Regions from separate parts of the Triticum aestivum genome. Here region 2 is linked to region 1. The links are chromatin contacts, called in public HiCAR-type maps. All regions are on one chromosome and are shown on one strand. Each heading gives the region's core, a stretch centred on a gene start, on an enhancer-like site or on the middle of the called end of the contact. The rest is flanking DNA. Distances are from core to core; before and after follow the strand shown. Region 1 holds the start of LOC123046736 (F-box/kelch-repeat protein At5g60570). Region 2 holds the start of LOC123046738 (probable receptor-like protein kinase At1g30570).

The links. HiCAR-type assays count read pairs that join an accessible place to other places.
Region 2: a HiCAR-type map of leaf shows a contact between it and region 1, with 4 times the contacts expected there. The contact joins the promoter of LOC123046738 here to the promoter of LOC123046736 in region 1. A contact is called at or near these places in 1 of 5 Hi-C or Micro-C datasets (leaf) and 1 of 1 datasets of contacts at active chromatin or transcription factors (leaf).

What each region holds. Positions count from the first base shown.
Region 1 is chr2B:689,604,079-689,608,069 of IWGSC CS RefSeq v2.1, forward strand. LOC123046736 (F-box/kelch-repeat protein At5g60570) reads left to right here and starts at 1,449. Exons shown (of 3, transcript XM_044470159.1): 1 at 1,449-1,601; 2 at 1,740-1,834; 3 at 2,904-3,991. The coding sequence starts at 2,968.
Region 2 is chr2B:690,083,907-690,087,649 of IWGSC CS RefSeq v2.1, forward strand. LOC123046738 (probable receptor-like protein kinase At1g30570) reads right to left here and starts at 1,537. Exons shown (of 1, transcript XM_044470162.1): 1 at 1-1,537. The coding sequence starts at 1,166.

The DNA of each region.
Region 1 (3,991 bases), core at 199-2,698:
GCAGTACTTCCTAGTACTACACATTATCTGTCTGTGTATGCCATGACGTCATCAAAAGGCAGCCGCGGCGCGCGCTGCCACTGCCGGCCTGGTGGCCTTTGCGAAACGACGGGGCAAAAATCGTGGGGAGGGGTCAGGTCAGGTCAAGCGGAGCTGCAGTAACTTTGCCCGGCGGTCAAACGCGACGGCCTAATTAAAAAAATTACCCTATCTACTACCTAAAGGGGGCGTGGCCACTTGCGAGCAGGCACTGTGTTTGACGAGGCCGCCAATGGCGCGTAACTTTCCCGTTTACCGGTGAGGAGGGTGGTGAGGTGACTTTACTTACCCCAGCCGCCCCCCTGCTCCGCGAGAGGACAGCCGTCCTTATCCGGATCGCGCAGCCTGGCTGGCCGGCGGCCGAGTAAAATACGTGCCAGTTGCCACCCTAGCTGACACTAAAATACTCCTACATTTCCTTATCTGTGCACTGCTGAGCGCCACCATTTTCGGTGCCAACGCAGTGCTAAAAAAATATTACCAGGCACCTTACCGAAGCAAACAAAAAAAAAAGGTTTTGTCCTAGTGATGGTGTGCGTCACGTATTTTGTCGTCCAACGGTAAGTTTCATTGGCCCTGGCCCTTTTCTTTTCCGTAGTGGGCTGACACGGAGAAATGATGAGAAATAAGCCGGGGATAATGCGCCGTCCTTTTCACCCTGTCGCTGCGCTGGGTTCAACGTGCGTGAAAACCGGTCGTGCGTGGCCTACCTACATGCCTGGGGGTAGGGAGGGGTGGGGGTGGGTAGCTTTCGGGCCTCGAGATTCTTTTCACCGTGGACGTCGACCCATCCATCCGTCCATCCGTCTATCCGCCCGCCCCCTTCCTCGCCCTGAGCCCGAGAGAGGCAAGTACACTGTGCCGAAAACATTCCATTATAGCAAAAGGGGGAGCGGCAGGCGGAAAAGAGCGAGCGCGCCCGCCCGCCCGAGCCTCAGCCCGAGGGCGGGCGGCCGGGCGGATCAGACCAGATCTGCAGAGCGGCGGTGGTACTTGCTGTGTGCAGGGCTGGCTCGCCATGCGTGCGCCTCTGAGCGTGGTGACCGCGTCCACATTCCCCCCATCCGCCCCCAGATCTCGGCCATTATCGACAAATTTTGCCATGTAATAAAATCTTGCTCTAACTTTTTTTACTTTTCATGATTTTTTACCTCCTCGTGTGGGAGGAGGGAATTTTTCTTTTAAAGAAAAATCTTCGTTGGGCGGTTTCGAGATAACAGTGGGATTAAGGCGTGGCGACCGAGGGCGGTAAAGGTTAAAAACGAGTACACCGCACCCACTGCGTGACAGATGGCGGCCAAAGTGAAAAAACAAAGCTTGCAATTAATCCATTGGCACTTCGGCCTTGGGGCACATCACATGGGCGTATATATATCGCCTTTCCCCCAGCCACACCCGCTTCCAAATCTCTTGGCTCCCCATGCTCTCCCCGTCTCACTGACGGTGGTCCCCACCGCCTCCCCCCCTCCCCCCGCCCCGCCCATATCTCGTCGGCGACCCGCGCCCCCTCCCCTCTCCGCCCCACACACGTCTCCGGCGGCGAGGGCACCCGGCCGTCTCCGGTGAGCCTCTCCCTCCTCTTCCTCCCCCCGTTTCCTGGCCGCGGCGCGCTCCGGGCGTGCGGGCTCGTTTGGTTGGCGGTGCCGGCCGCAGTTAGTCGCAGAGTCGTAACCGCTTTTGCCTTGTGGCCGTGCTCGTAGGTGTTCTGGGAGCCGCTCGTGGCTGGCGCCGGGATGGAGCCGGTCGGGGCGCGCCGGTCGCCCGGATCTCGCCGTCGGTGCGTCGTCTCCCTCAGGTGAGGACTCGGCCCTGTTTCTCCCGTCTCCCTTTCCTCTGTTTGCGCTGTGAAGGAAGGTGGGCGGAGTGATCTGCTTTTTTTTTCTTTCTTTTGGGGGGACTTTACCAACTGAAGTGCCATGACTCGTCCAGTGATGAGTGACATTGTACCCAAGGAACTTAAATTCCGTTTTGTCTGACGGTGACAGTGGCTGCTGAATTGGTTGGGGAAATGTCTTTGTCACCTTTCCTGTTAGTGATGTGAGATGGTTCCGAACGACAGAATGTGTGGTTTTTACATCGTTTTCATGGCTCGAACGGCCACCGGACGTGTGCTCCGTTTTACTGGTGCATCGATTGGTTTGCGGTGGGCATAGGAAGGTGTTTTAGCCGGGTTTATCCTGTAAATCTGGGATTATTTTCTAGTTTCAGTCTTTCTCCATGTTCTTTCGGCGAAGCTAAGAATCAGTTTGCGTGTTCTATGTGAATCTGTTGTAAAATCGGACCGTTAATTTTGGACTGTTTCTCATGCCTTGGATCTAGAACTGACGGATAGTAGGTATAATGTGCTACCAGGTTGTATGCTACGGCGATTTTGTTGTGCAGCTTGTTGAGATTTCATATTTCGTGGCCTTTGTCTTCGTGCATTAAAGGATGTTAGTACAATGTTTACGGCATTCATTTATTGAAGCAAATAGTAACTAATTGTCATGGGCTTTTTTTTATTGTGGAGCTCCATGACCATGAGCTTTTTTGGTCGATTGGCTGTCCGAGTTCCTGAAGAACAAATCATACGGCCATTGTCTTGTTGATTGATGCAGTTTCTCACCTTTTCGCTGCTGATGTTCAGTTCCTTGCTTGATTCTGGATACTGTTAAGTTGTAATAAAATTATCGAAGTATTTTCTGTGCAAATAGTCAGCAACAAGAGTTAACGTTCCTGTATGAATCTGATGTTGAACTCTGTACCGGTCGCTGTGGTGAAAGTATACATATTGTCTGCTGTTTTTCTTTTTGATCGAGAATATTTGTGAAACGTTTCAAATAACCTTGTGATTGTTTTGATCTTCATCTCAATATATTTTCCAGGGGCAGCCTTTGAACCTCTGAACTTTTGTGTCCTTGGGTCTGCGGTGATAAGTCAGAGAAAACAATGGAAGATTTACAAGATTGCAACTCCAAAAGCCTTGTTGCTGTTCCTGGTTCTCTGGTTCTGCACCTCTTCAGGCTGTTAGGTCAGCAGGATAATTCCTGGCAGAAGTACGCCTTGGCTTACTTTCTTCTGGTCAGGAATGAGTACTTCCCGAGGGAGCCAAGGAAACACTCAGCTGTGAATGTGCAACTTGTTCCCTGCTGTGACAGTTCAGATTTGGGCAGTAATGAACTGGAAGTGGAGAAGCAGAATGCTGTTGTCAAGAGCCAATCAGGAGGTGATTCCAGTTCCAATGGATCAAATGATTGTTTCCTTCCAGGCCTTCATGATGATCTGGCTCAAGACTGCCTTGCCTGGACAAGCAGATCAGACTATCCCTCACTCTCTTGTCTGAACAAGAAATTCAATACATTGGTTAACGGTGGATATCTGTACAAGCTGCGGAGGAAATATGGCATTGTTGAGCATTGGGTGTATCTGGCCTGTAGCGCTATGCCCTGGGAAGCATTCGATCCGTCGCGAAACCGATGGATGAGGCTCCCAAGAATGCCATGTGATGACTGCTTCTCCTGTGCGGACAAGGAGTCACTTGCTGTTGGGACACAGCTGCTTGTCTTTGGCCGAGAATATACAGGCCTTGCTATTTGGATGTACAATTTACTGACACGCCATTGGTCTCGCTGCACTCCGATGAATTTTCCTCGCTGTCTGTTTGCCTCAGGAAGTTCTGGTGAGATTGCCATTGTTGCTGGTGGGTGTGATAGGAACGGGCAGGTGCTGAGATCTGCGGAGCTGTACAATTCAGAGGCTGGCCAGTGGGAGACCTTGCCAGACATGAACTTGCCCAGGAGACTCTCCTCAGGTTTCTTCATGGATGGCAAGTTCTATGTCATCGGGGGTGTGACGAGTGAGAGGCATTCTCTGACTTGTGGAGAGGAATACGATCTCGACACCAGGACATGGAGAAGAATACAGGACATGTACCCCGGAGGAACCAGCGCCTCCCAGTCGCCTCCGCTCATCG
Region 2 (3,743 bases), core at 287-2,786, 480 kb after region 1:
GCATCCGTGCCTGAAGCACTGGTCATGGAGTCCGGGCCTAGCTGAAGCCAGAGTGAGTCTACCTGTTGCGGCAAGCTGTCAAAGTAGTCCTCATGATATGCCTTGTTAATTCCTCCAGCCTTGTCATACACATCGTAGTTCTCAGCAGCTGTCTTGTTGTTGATGTAGATCTTGAAGATCCTCTGGCTGGGCTTGTCATAGACAAGCTCGCAAAAATGAAGACGGACCATGTAATCGAAATTGGGATGGACAACGAACCGCCATGTCACATTGAACCGTTTGTCCATGACCATGTTGTTGCCCATGATTCTTGCAGTCTCATAGACACCGATGGGAGCAATTGAGGAGTCGCCGCTTGAGACATACTTTATGGCTGACGTATTGGACACGGTCAAAGCAGCATTCGCAGAAAACATGAAGGCTTCATCAGTGTACCATGGTCTATAAAGATACTGATCATGTGAAGATGCAAGTGCAGGCCCTCCAATGTTGAGCCTATACATGGTCTCAATAGCTCGGCCGCTTAATTCAGGAGGAATGTGCACATCCACACCACCAACTTTGTTCACTGTGCTGTTGAAGGAATTATCTGGAGTGAGCATCACCTCGATCGCATTAACAAATGCAAATGAACCGGGCCTTGGATCAAACTCGATCTGCAGGCGAGAACTATTGACTGCAAGAAAGTACTCCTTGACAACCGCAGTGGCGGCTGAATTGCTCACTGAATTTCTCCAAACAATCTCCTCCGAAACGTTAAACTTCGACACCAGCTTGAACTCATTGGCGACGACATCAAACACTGAACCATTTGCACTGAAATTCCCGAATGCGGACGGGAAGAAATGCAGCCTGACACAGTAGTTCCCCGGCAGCACGCTGATGTCATACCAAGATGTCGTGGTAAAGAAGCGCGCCGAGCGGTACACCGGTGCCATGATTTCACTCCCATTGGTGCTCCCGGCCAAGAGAGCAGCAATCCCCGGGCTGCTCAGAGTGAAATTCAGGTCAGGGGCCATGTCGCCGATCCATCTCCGGCCATCGGCATCGGCGGTGGCGTTGGAGCCGCAGCTCAGAAACAGCTCCCTCCCATGAGCCTTCAAGAACTGCAGGTTGGCGAACACGATGCTCACAGAAGCCAGCACGAGTATCCTCATCCGGAGCATCGCTCACAGGTCCGGCAGGGGCGGATCTAGACGGTCCGCCGGCCGGGTGTGCGCCGGCACACCCGAAATCTCGTGGAACTCAGCTGGGCTTAACTGGTCACCGGAAGGCAAGGAGCCCACCAATGGCCAAGACTGCGGGCGGGGCCGAGACGCCGACGAGTGAGGTAGAATGGGAACGGCGATGGCGGCGACGCTCGTGAGGGGCGGAGGAGCTGGGGCCGGCGACGCCGAGCTACGGCAGGGCCGCAGCTACAGGGCACGGTGGATGGAGGTGGTGGGCTGCTAGTGGAGGGATTTCAGGGCCGCATTGGATTGAGGGGAGCTTGAGCTTGCGTGGGTAGGTCGGGAGGACTCGGGAGAGGGAGGGGGAAGGGGAGGGAGGGAGGGGAAGAGGAAGAAGACCGGAAGAGGGAAGAAAGGGACAGTGGACTGTAGAGGGAGGAGGGGTTGGATCTCAGATTCTCCACACTGTAGACTGAGAAAAGAAAAGAAACCATCATTGCAAAGTTTTTTCTCCTTTTAGAGCAATCATTTTTCTACAGGGCATGTATAAATTTGTTTTTTCAAGAAACTTGCACCGTTGCATTTCTGAATATAATGGTTAGACGAAAGTATTATTCCAGCATCTCAGTCAAGTCGGTGCACCCTCCGGTGCTAGGATGACACTGGTGAGAAATAATGGAGATTTTAGTCTTATTTTTGTGGCTCTTTCAGTGGCGACGGTTTCTTTTCTAAGATGTTACGGTTGCCTTGATGACTTTTCGTCTACGATCAACAATGATAGACCGGCTCCGGCGATGGTGCGGCAATGCGACGGCGCCTCACGGGCCCTTTTTGTAGGATATTGACGGTCGACAATAGGGGACTGAAATGTAACTTTTTAATTACTGAGAGGCGCTTGTACTATTGGTTTGATTAATAGATTTGACATTTTCTCTAAATGACAAAAAAGTTTTAGTGAATTTAACAATAGTCCTCTAGAGTAGCTAACTACTAGGTTACTCAATATTCAGCTCGGGAGGCGCTGCGACCGCAAACCGAGCCTCGTAAACAGACAAACAAACTTGTGTCTCAAGTCTTTAGCCAAGCCAATAAGACACCAGAAGTTAACTTGCCGAGCTAGAAATGACTTATCAGAACCTGTTTACACTAGCTACATCCAAAGCAAAGCTACTAGTTTGGTCCTTGGAAGTCAACAATTATCCCCCAAGAAATGCAAAACGCCCCCACAAAAACAAAAGCCGAGCCAAACGGTTGCTTTTCTCCCTGAAAAGTGGGGGCCGGAGTGAGTGGCGAGGAACTGAGAATCCAGTCACATTCCACCCATCGCCATTGGGCGCCTGTGGGTGCCGTGACCGACTGCGAGGGTGGTGATGGTGGTGGGTCACATGATGCATGGAGCAACACATGGCCATGTTCCCAGCCTCCGCGGCCGCTGCTCATCAGATAACACCAATGATAACGCCCTTGCCCTAATTAGGTTTCCATCATCCTTGGCATGATTGCCTGAATGATTCCCCCCCCCCCCCCCTTGTCTCCGTCGTGCGCCTAGCAAAATCAGTACGCAGATGTTTCTTCCGGGCACACACGACACACCATGCGTGTCAGCACCAACCGTTCAGTTAGGGCATGTACAATGCATAGCCTCAAGGTGATGCCTCGCATGCCATGTAGGATCGGATATGACGTAAAGTAGATTCGGATAGGGAAGCGGGTGCTTGAAGAGAAAAAATGTGGTCCGGTGACAAAAGCTGAAAAGGTTGAAGTGAAAAGTAGAGATGCATGTGTACTAGAGTCTTTATTTTCTATTTCCTAATGAGGCCCACTAGTGATAACTTGCATTGGAGAGAAAAAATAAATATAGACGCCTTAAATTACTTTTTGTTATGAGGCATATGTATCCATATGCCACCATTGTACATGCCCTTATGCACCAACATTTATCGGTGCGTTGGACTGTCATCGGCTGATTCCGATGGCTCGAAAAAAGTCGGGCTTCATTTCGGTTTGATTGATGGAAAAGGTAGACAAATATTAGTTGATGTCACAACGAAAAAAAAGTGTTTGCGTGAATGTGGAGACGCCGACGCATAGCGTAGAGATAGTCGCAAGACTTGGCAACCCCTGTATTTATTATAGGAATCGTCAGAGCAAAAAGTCTACACCATTTTCATCTTAAAAATGAAAAGACATAACGACTGGCAAACTCTTCAGATCACATCGAGCAAATGATGCAGCAATACACTGAATACTAAGAGAAGAAAAATAATTTTGGTCAAAGGTAGGAAGGAGGGAGGAAGCTGCCTGCCTGCCTGCCTGGGCAAGAACGAACAAACAATGAAACAAAGCCTTGTCGCAGTTTCTCAGTTCCTGCTGATGATAAGCCTGCGGCATGTGGCTCCTGCATCGCGTGTCAGGGCTACCAATAGTTTAACTAGCCGCATGAATAAACAAGCAGAGCCCAATGTAGGGGCTGCAGAATTTCTTTGGTCCATGTTATGTTCCTGCTGAAACGATTCGATGGCAATCATTCAAACACGGCGTACGTCTGCAGGCGTAGAAAATGTGCAACTTGAC